Linked DNA regions of Arachis hypogaea: region 1 is linked to region 2. Evidence: chromatin contacts called from public Hi-C data. All regions are on one chromosome and are shown on one strand. Each heading gives the region's core, a stretch centred on a gene start, on an enhancer-like site or on the middle of the called end of the contact. The rest is flanking DNA. Distances are from core to core; before and after follow the strand shown. Region 1 holds the start of LOC112802484 (homeobox-leucine zipper protein HAT5). Region 2 has its middle 23 kb from the start of LOC112802476.

What was found. A called contact is a pair of places that touch in the nucleus more often than the background predicts.
Region 1: a contact with region 2 is called in a Hi-C map of an unstated tissue, with 4 times the contacts expected there. The contact joins the promoter of LOC112802484 here to the enhancer-like site in region 2. A contact is called at or near these places in 5 of 8 Hi-C or Micro-C datasets (leaf and an unstated tissue).

The regions. Positions count from the first base shown.
Region 1 is chr5:105,888,671-105,894,414 of arahy.Tifrunner.gnm2.J5K5, reverse strand. It overlaps LOC112802484 (homeobox-leucine zipper protein HAT5), which reads right to left and starts at 2,723. Exons shown (of 4, transcript XM_025845722.3): 1 at 2,038-2,723; 2 at 1,523-1,653; 3 at 857-1,096; 4 at 1-172. The coding sequence starts at 2,134.
Region 2 is chr5:105,787,882-105,793,126 of arahy.Tifrunner.gnm2.J5K5, reverse strand. No RefSeq gene overlaps it. Among protein-coding and RNA genes, the nearest start is that of LOC112802476, 23 kb to the left of the region's middle. Within about 2 kb of position 1,961, at least 2 of the 3 cell types and tissues checked have open chromatin away from gene starts, as enhancers often do.

The DNA of each region.
Region 1 (5,744 bases), core at 1,474-3,973, 100 kb before region 2:
TACCCTCATCAACCACGGCGCTTCCAACACTCCCAGTGCTCAGCCGATCCTCAACTTTCATGCTGATGATTTGAGCTATCTCAACTGGAAGCGGTTCGGCTTTGTTGTCCGATATTGGCTCCCCTGGCATATCTTTAGCTTGCAATTGAAGCTTTTCATTCAAGGATACCACCTGTTGGAGAGTCAATATGTCAGTTAAGAATCATAGTTTAGTGTCCACTTGTTAACTAGTTTATCTGGCTGGTTCACATAATCCTTTTACAAAATTCATTGGTCCTTTTCACTAAAGGAAGTCTTAAGCATAGTGTGAGAAGGCTACAAAGGTATATTCGCCATAGCTACTTTGAAAGGGCCTTCTTTTTCAAATGAGGTGGGGTTCAGAACAGATGCTACTTCTTTGCTAGTATGTGATTATTGTAAGTGTCGAATCTCATGTGTAGGGCCCTCTCTAGAAAGCTCCCAATCATCTTATTGGTGGAAGTGTCGATTTGCTTCCCTGTGATGATGGACTTCTGATTGGAAATGCACTAAATTCTATCCTATACAGGAACCTCACTGTTGACAGATAGTCTATATTCTTCTATTCACCCAAAATTCCATTGCCCTTATGCAAGGTGTTATCTTTATAGTGTTCACTTCACCCATTCCCCCAATTGCATAAATCCCCATCAAATCTCAATAGCAAAATCTATCTTCTTTTTAGATTAAGGCCTTGTATAGTATCTGTCTCAATAGAAATGTGAAATGTCTCTTTTTTATTATTATTATTTTAGGTTTTTTGTATTTTAATTATTCTAAAACACTAATCAAACATGGTCTAAATGAAATTTTAAACAACATAGATGATAGATGTTACCTCAGATTTGAGCTTTTCATTCTCCTTCACAATGGAATCATATGTTGAAAGTAGGGAATCATAGGAAGCCTTGAGAACATCATAATCCCTTTCAAGTTGCTTGGTCTTCCACCGAGCCCTGCGGTTCTGGAACCACACTGCCACCTGCCTCGGCTGCAACCCCAGCTTCTTCGCCAGCTGGGTTTTCCTCTCTGGCTCCAGCTTGTTCTCTTCCTCGAAGCTTTTCTCCAACAGATTGACCTGAAAAATCAACCAGAGAGTGGTGTCACAATAGGAATATTTCCAAGCTATGATATGACACTGCCTTATATCATAATTTTTTTCACAGCAATATAAATCAACGAAACTGAAGGGAATAAGTCAAAATAGCTTTGCTGAAAATCCTTCCCATCAATCTTGTTAATCAGTAAATTGATAACAAGAACAAGCAATTCAACTCATTCTTTCGTTGTGGTTTAAGTAGCAATAAGAAGGAAATGGTTTCGAATTTCTCTTTAAAACCAAACTCAAAGCAAATGTCAAACCAAGACTATATATATGGTTATGGTGTTGACAAAAATATGCTGCTTATCATAAAGAAACATAAGATCAGATGCATATTATACTAAGAGCATCAACATACTGAAACAACCAAAACATAGTTCAATCAATCATCAAACAACGAACCTGTTCGGAAGTGAGGCGGCGCTTCTTTTCTGGAAGCTGCTCCTCATAGTACTCATCATCAAACAGATCATCCGGTGAGCTGAAGAAAGGTCGCCTCTTTGAGCTTTCATCCATGCTCAGGATCGACCTTCCTGATATGATTTCAATTCAAAATCACACGCAAACTAAACAATTAACTCACTTTTGTGCATTACTATCAGTTTCAAACACCAGCTAAAGTTCTGAACTCTAAGAACACAGTAACATAATAACAAAGAAAAGAAAAAATAATGAAAAATTCCAATTCATGACCCATGTTGGATGCACAATCAAGTTGCTTACTTTTAACGAAACCCAAAACAGAATTTCATGTTAATCTGCCCTTTGACCGCCTAAATCCAAAGCAAAAATTTAAACTTTTTCCATTTCAAAGTTGAGAACATTTCCAATTTCCATCATAAGCATCAAAATTCAAAAACCAACAACACAGTTGATCTACAAAAAAACAGAAAGAGAGAGATGAAAGTCAGAGTCACCTCGAAAAGCGAGATCAGCAGTAGTGCCAAGGAAGAGCATGTTGTTGTTCCCCCTACAAGCAGATGGATCAAAGAAAAGCCTCCCACCAGATTCCATGACTCAGAGAGAGACAGAGACAAGAGAAGCAAATAGAGATCACAAAGAAGATGTGTGTGTGTGTGTTTAAGAGTTTGCTTATTATCTTAGCAACTTAGTAGTAGCAAGTAACTAAGAATTCAAGGTAGTAATAGTAGTAGTAGTAGTTTGAATTAGAAGGTGGTTGTGAATATTATGATTATGGGTTGGGATTAAAAGATCATGAGCTTATGGCGGAAGAAGCTGGTTGTCCAAAGCAACCTTGCAGGAGTCTCTAACGGGCATATGCAAAATCCCATCATGCACTGCTTCCTACCAATCTTTCCCACCCACCCAACTCACTCTCTTTTCTGTTATTCAGTTTCACTCTCGGCAACGTAGCCGCGGAAGAAGGAGGCTTTTTGCTCCGAGATGATGGCCGGAGTTGGAATTTTCCGGCGACTGTTAGTGTTTGTGTGTGTCACTCTGTGTGTTATAGTAAACTGTCTTTTGCGGCTAAAGTTGTTCGACTGAGCCACCCCGCCTCTTATACTGCTTATTCCACATGTCAAATTACTCAACTGCCCCTCTTTCGCTCTACATTTCCTTTCATTTTCAACGTCATCATATGCTTAAAATATGCAATTCTTTTCGTTTATTAATTAAATTACTATGAAGATAACTATACATAAATTGTCACTTTATTCATAAATTTTCCAAAATTGAGAACGATTACTTTACCACCGTTCTTTGTTTATTATTATTTTCTTTTTCACACTATTTTTAGTTGTTTAAGGGTTAAAATATTATATATTTAATATTTTTTTAATTTTTATGGTTCGCTGAAAACTTCTAAATATAAAGTCAAAGATGATTTTAATAGAAAAAAAATATAAAAAGGGACATTATTATAGAAGACAAGATATATATAAAATAGAACATAAAAAAATATTACTTCCATTTACATGGAATTTTAAAAATGTTCAATTTGATAGCTGATCCTTAAATAGAGACATTATATTTTTTTTATTAAAAATAGAAAGACTCAAACCCACAATCTTTTAGGTCTTTTAGATGAATATGAAAAGACTATATCATTTGAATTATAACGCATTGATAATTAAAACATTATATTTACGTCAATAGGTTAGATTTAAAATACTATTCAAATTAACCATTTTTTTTGTACAAAATAAAAAAGGTCTAAAACCTTGCTAAATTTTTTGAAAAAAAAATTCTCTAAAGTGAAGAGAATTGTAAAATGATAAGATAATGTGTTAATTATTGTTGAATTTTAAATTTTTATCATGTGAAAGCATTACTATCTTGATTCAAGAGAGATTAAATTCTTATTTTTAATTTTTTTTTATTTTAGAAAAATTTAATCTAATTTTTTATTATCTCTAATAACAAATCATTATTTAAAGAGTGCTGTGTTCTTTATTTTCTTGGAACCGAATGAGTAATATTAAAAATAAAAACAAGTTTATTCGAAAATTTTAAGTTTAAAACATGTATGAATTAATAGATTAGTTGTATTATCAAATTAAAAGTATTTTTTCTATTTGAAACTAAGTAATATTGATTCAAATTGGTTTTTGAAGGTGGCTATCTAAAACAATATGCCCTTTTAGACCATCTTTGGTGGTGTTGGAGCACCATTGTTGGGTATCGACTCTATTCTTTGTTGGTGTTGTTAAAGGGAAACTATGAGAATTGAGTGAGAAAGAAAAGGAGGATGAAGGTGTTGTTAATGGTAGCGAGTTGAAGTAGGTTTTTAGTAGAAGAAATCATGGGACTTACTTCTTCAAGTACTTATTTGAGTGAATAGAAACTCATTACCGAGTTATTTATTTGTTGAAACTTGAAAGTGTTAGGGTGTCACTTGGCACTCCACATCATCATAGGATTGATGAAGTCACACAGGAGTTCGATGAAGTACTAATGTTGATCATAGATTATTTTAGTTTTCAAGGCCAAATTGGTAACACAAGTTTTAGTAACTAATTCGAGTTATTAATATTTCAAAAATCAATTTGTGTCATTATTTTCTAAATAGATATTTTACTTATAATTAGGAGTATACAACATGAATTTGGTTCATTAAATCTGCAAATTGGATTCTCATTTATCAGAATCTTGTGAATTAGATATTAAAAATTATCTAAAAAATAGGATCAGATAATGAATTTGAAAAGCAAATTCATGAATCCGATCTGCATCCTTGGATATTTTTATTTCTTTATCTATTGTATTTATTTATTCTTTTCACTTTTTTTTTTCACACCACTACCTATATATTCTTAATCAATAAAAAATAGTCCGATGTACAAATACTTCACGTTAATGTAAAATTATAAAGATATAAATTGAAGATACTAAAACTACACGTGAACAAATGTTCAAATTAGCACATTAAAAAAATGTCAAATTTTAGCACATCCAGAATCTAAAAACTTACGTATCCAAAATCACAAATCAACATATCTAGAACCCGAAGAAACTTTTTACATTGTTAAATATGAAAATTAATCTCCTACAAATACTGTATAAAACATTATATATTAATGAGTGACCAATGATCGCTTAGCACATCATCAGGTTTGCCAATTCTTCCTTTTTTTTCTAAGAAATTATTAAGTTCAAATTTTTGTGTAAATAATCATAGGGTTAGAATAGTTTTATTCCCATAACATACCAAGCCAATTTATACTAGACTATATAGGGAGAGATTAGAAATGATTTAACATAATATATATTGAGACTTAAGCAGATTGACATGAAATAAATATTGGAGTATATATTATATACATCTTACCCGAAAATCCTAATGAATAAAGTAGTTGTGTCCATAAAAAAAATTAATGTCAACTGGAAATTAAAATAGCAAAACTATAAAGGATACAATTTTGATAGTTTGGTTGATTTAGCTTAGTGACATAATCAAGTTGTGTATGTCATGATATTTATACTTAATGGTTTACGGCTGGTTTATTTTAATTTAAAATATGATTATGCTGAAAATGTAACTTAGCATAATCTTATTATCAAATACAGTGAAACTTAATTTTGACTTGCAACTATCAAATATACGGAAACTGAAACCTAAGCAAGTTGGTTCAAAATCTGTATTACATTGTAAGAAGTAATTGAATTGTTCATATGTATTGTGGTTTTAAATAATTAAAAAATCAATAATGCTTAGAAGTTAGTATATTTTGTGATTTATAATCATTTTTTAATTATTATTAATATTTTTAATAATATAAAATTATATTTAATGATGTAGAATTATATACTCTATTTTTTATGATTAAATACGGACTAAATTTTAATAAAAATACTCTCCTAAAACTTTCTCTTAAAGAATTGTCTTTATTTGACCTTTTATTGTGATGTGATATGCTATCCGCGGTCTTGATTCAAATGCTTAAATAACTTTTTTTTTCTTTTATTTGTTTAAATAAAGTTTTGTTTTTAATTTCTTATCTCTTTTTAGTTTATTTGTGATAAGTGAGGCTAGTCAGGCTACCCGCACATTATTAAACTTGAAAACTCTTCTGTCCTATATTATTATTGTTTTGTTATTCTACTTCTCATTTGTTAAACTTGCAATGGAGACAAAAGAAAGAAAACATTAAAAAAACTCTTA
Region 2 (5,245 bases), core at 712-3,211:
TTTACAGTAGTTTTTCAAATGGGCATAATTTTTGCTACAAAAATTCATTTTCCTACATTCTTAGATGGTTTTAAAGCTCTCATCATCATCTTTAATTTGAGATAAAGTTAATTAAATTTCAAGTTTCGAGCGCCAAGTTATGACCTGTCGAAATTAGTCAAAAATCTGGTTTTACCAATTTCTGTATAATTGTCAATTTCACCAATTTTCAAATTTGCCAGTTTTAAAACAACCTAGCCCAATTCTAGGTATCCTTTTTACACAATTATCAATTTCAAATCATGCCCTAGCCATTTGAAGCCCAAACAACCAAATCCAACTCAATTAACTACTTCATTCCTCATTATTAGCATTAATCAATAATTTCCAATTCAATTTCATAGTCCATCACACTTATGCATCCACAATCATTAACCTAATACAATTAAATCTTTCAATACCTCAATTAAGATTCATAATTTACCAAGAAGGGGATACCTCACCCAATCACGGTCTCCGGCCTAAATCCTCATACTATAGCCTGTCTTAGGCAATCAAACACAACATCCATCAATTCAATCACACATATACACATCACAATATGGCAATGCCACCAACTTACCATAACTTATCTCATTACGATCTCTAGTCCAAATTATCACATCAACCACAATTTTGTATTGAAATCAATCATACTAATTTCTCAAATTCATACTAATTCATATCAAATTCATACATCCAACCATCATGTAATATACACATATATCATTATTCAACGCATCATTCAACACAAAGTTCACACTAACTAATTAATCATTTAGAACAGCAATTACTTCCATTCAACACTATCTTAGGGCCTTTAACCTATGTTTTCACATCACTTTATATAATGTCTACTCGAAACCAGAACCCGTATTTTAATAACGGTAGTTCTCCAACTCTTTGATTATCACTCTGAAAGGACCCAGGATTCAATTTGCACTACCGAGCCTCCACCAAGTGCTCCACAAGTAACCCAATTGCCAAAACCACACCAACATCAACCAAGCAATCCAAGCTACTCCAATAAATCCAAACTCACGAAATTCTCAACCTAGGATTCATATAAAATGGAGGTTTAAAGAAGAAAAAAGTCACCATGTCTTATCCCATTTAAAATTTGGATGAAATTCAACTATAATCCATGTTAGAGCTTTTTTATTGCGTCAAAATTACAAAATTTCAACACCAAACATACCAAAACACGAAGGGCAGAAACATAAATGACTCAGGATTCTTGGAAGTACTCACCACAAAAATGGTATAAAATCGAAGAGGACGACGAGGTAGTCGCGTGGCCATAAACGAGCTTTCGATCGGAGATACGGTTTGGAAGTTACAAGAATTTGAGTGTGATGAGTAAATAGTAAAACTTAGGGCTCTCTCTCTCTCTCTCTCTCTCTCTCTCTCTCTCTCTCTCTCTCTCTCTCTCTCTCTCTCTCTCTCTCTCTCTCTCTCTCTCTCCCCGATTCAATTTGGTCTCAGTCCAAATTTTCGTTCTAAATGTTTTTCTTGTCATTTTTATCGTTTTGATTTTCTCACACGCAGTACCGAATAAATTTAAATCGGTACAATTAATTTTAACACTATTACACATTTGTCTACAATTAATTATATTTTTGCGTTTAATTTTATTTTCTAAATTAAATTCTCATCGGTGTCCTCAAATTATAAATTTTTTATTTCTTAATCTTTTGTTCCTATAATTATTTATTATTTATCTGAATTTTACATCGAGAAATTTATAATTCGCACCGTCCATCTCACAAGGCACCCGCTCCATTTTATCAACGCTTTTACCGAAAAGTCTTTAAAGTTTAAACCCTGCGATTTCGGCCAAGAAAAAAATATCTTTTTCCATACACGTGGATTGCACATCCATTATTGAGCCATTTCAGAAAAAATCTCACCTCAATCCAATATTTAAAAAAAAAAATAGACCCATCAAGCATATATAGTATGCATTAGGAAAATTGAGATGTCAAATCATCTTACACATAATCTCCCCTTCTCATGACTTCTAATTTCCTTTCGGACACAAGAAAGGCCAATTTCATTACAAGACACGTGGTTGCTCTTCACAACATCACTTAAGAAAAAATAGTTTGTATTTTGAATTTCTTAAGGCACTACTGTTAATATAATGTAATATTCCTGAACTATTAAACCAGTCGTTTTTATTGAATTATACCAACTCATATGTCAATTAATTTGGAAGGTTCATGCAAAAGGAATTTCGTGGCATGTGCAAGATGCAAAAATATGATGGACATGGAACAAAAATATTACAGATGCCTTTATATATAATGGAATAAACTTATCAAATGTATATATGCATGCTATCTACAAATTTGGAAAATGATTTTGCATGATCATGAGTAAGCAAGAACTTTATAGTTCAAGACAAAGCACGTGACTAGATTCTATCCAAATTAAACGAATAAACAAAACTTTTAAATTAAATGACACTGTAAATTATTTTTGGACGAAGAATATTTGAAAATTTTTATGGCCTCCTTCCATGTTTTGCTGAGTCGTCCAACCATTGGGCCCCTCTCCGGGAACATCGGTCTCGACTCAATTGAAATTCAATAAATAATAAATAAATAAAAGAGCAATGCTAGGGGGCCAGCAATTTTTGTGATTGTTAGCCATCAACTAGTCATCAATGATGATTTGATGGTGTGAGATTGATATGAGATTTCATCCAATGGCTCACCTTCCTCTGCTGGTTACATGCTGGCCAAAATTCAATAAAACTGCTGGCCTTCTAGACTTTTTCTAAATAAAATTAAATAAACAAAGTCCACTCGTCCCCGTAAAAAGTAATGGATTAATTTTGCTTTATCCTCACAAGATAACATAACTCGATAATCTTTCTTTGGAGGCCAGGGATGGTATAACCAAGTTTCTTCAATTTAAAATTACCTTATTCTCATCTTCTAAGCATATAATGAATGGAATCAAGGGAACAATTCATCACTTACTTTTTCTACACTACTTGATGCCACCCAGAAACATGTGATCATTAATAATAATGTGTAACATACTAAATGTTGTTAAGAATATTATTATTGTTCCTGATTCTCCACCTTATAACCTCCCTTTTCCCCCTGCAAAATAGCTAAGATATGGATCCAAGACTTAGAAATGAGGAGACAACATTAGACGAAATATCATATATTGTTAGTCTATGAGTTCATAAATTATGGTGAAATATGGGCAAACAGGTTTTAGACATGATAAAATATATATATAAATAAATAAAAAAGATTAGCTCGTCGGCTATTAAATATATATAGATATGTTTCTGCACATATCTTAGCTAGGTTGGAATCCTTAAAAGTTGAACTTAACTTGAAAGTTTATACAGAAACCCACTTATTAATAATAATAATAATAAGAATATACCAATATACCTATTTAGAAATAAACTCAGTCGGTGAAGATATTAGATTTGCATTTAACGCTTTAAATCTTTAATAAGAAAACATTATTTATTTAAAAACTTCCCTAAGGTAGGAGTTGAAAATTTTTTTTGTCTTCAACCTTTTTTTGTCTACAAAATTGTTCTTAAGATTTAACTTAATTTTAAAATCGTTTTTTTTTTACTAAAATTTTAATTTTTATTACTAAATTACCCCGGATTAAAAAAATATAAAAAAAAAAGAAAGAAAAACGGGTTAAAGGGCTGGGAATAGGGAAAGGGTTAATCTCACAGGGGCGAGGTAGGATTTTCATGGAAGAAGAGGGGGAAGGGCAGGTGGGGAAGGGAATCCGCCGCCGCTGCTCCTCGCCAACGCCGCTACTCTTCGTTGTTCAGTCGTTGGATCTCGTCGCTACTCCTTGTCGTTTGGTCCTCATTGCTACTCCTCGACATCGACGCCAGCAGATCCGCGAGAGTGGACGTCGCGCGCCGTTCGCCGCTTGCCGTCTCTGCTTTTCCTCCTCGCTCGGTCACCGGTCGTCGTTGCTCTTCGCCGGTCGCCGCTGCTTCCGATCGGGTTTGTTGTCTTCTTAGTCCACTTGACAATCATTCCTATCACTGGAACTGGGATTAACCCAGCTAGGAGTCTTGGTGCTGCCATCGTCTTCAACAGACACTATGTATGGAATGATCAAGTATGTCTTCTTTGTTTTTGGCTTTTTTCTTACTCATTTCTTTCTAAATTTCATATGTCCTTTTTTTCATTGTAGTTAATTTTTTGTGTTGGGCCTTTTATTGGAACTGCTCTTACTGCCGTGTACCATCAGATAGTCATCCGAATTATTCCTTTTTAGTCAAGACCGTAATTCATCATCATCATTTCATATGTTTGCCCATCTTTTTGAATGTTTGATATCGTGTGTGTAAATTGATGGAGAATTCTTTTGTGCTACCATACTTTTTGTTTATTAAACTTTGATCTTTGTGTTTCTGTTTTTGTTTATGCTTATGTTTCATTCTGATTTTAATTCTATTTATATTTTTGATTACATTAATTTTGCTTATGATTTTATTATTGTTGCTGCTGGTGTTGTTGTTGTTCTTCTGCTTTTAGTTGTTGCTGTATCATTGTTGCTTCTACTTTTTTTCTGGTTGATTTTAAGAAAGAAGGAGAAGGAGAAGGGAAAAAGAAATGGTATTTTAGTTTGAAGGACGATTTTAAAATTAAGTTAAATCTTAGAGACCATTTTTATAGGTAAAAAAAGGTCGGAGACAAAAAAATTTTTCAACCCCTACCTTACGAATCAAAATCGTACTTAACCCTTAATCCAATGACTCGATGGTTAATCCAATAATAAGTTTATATTCTGTTAAAAGTCAGAATGTATGTGCAACCATCATGTGTCAATCAAAATAGAGATTGAATCAAAGAAGTAAGCAAAGAAGAGAGAATTGAGAATCGAAAGAATGTATGAGTGACAACAAATCAACACTACAACGATTTTTACCTATGGCAACATATAATCTAAACAATGCTTAAAAAATATTGTCTAAAATAATTAAAACAACTCTTAATATTTGTTATAAGAAAATAAAATTGTTGCAACTTTTTTTAATTAATATGTTATAAGTATTTTTTTAGTCGATTAAAAACAAAAAAAATATTACTTTAATAAATCAAATAATCAACATTTACTATATTTATATATTATATTTTATAAAAATTGCAGTGCTTTTAAATTTTTAATAAACATCAACTTATAAATATTATCTAAAATAAATTAATATCTTTTTTTAATT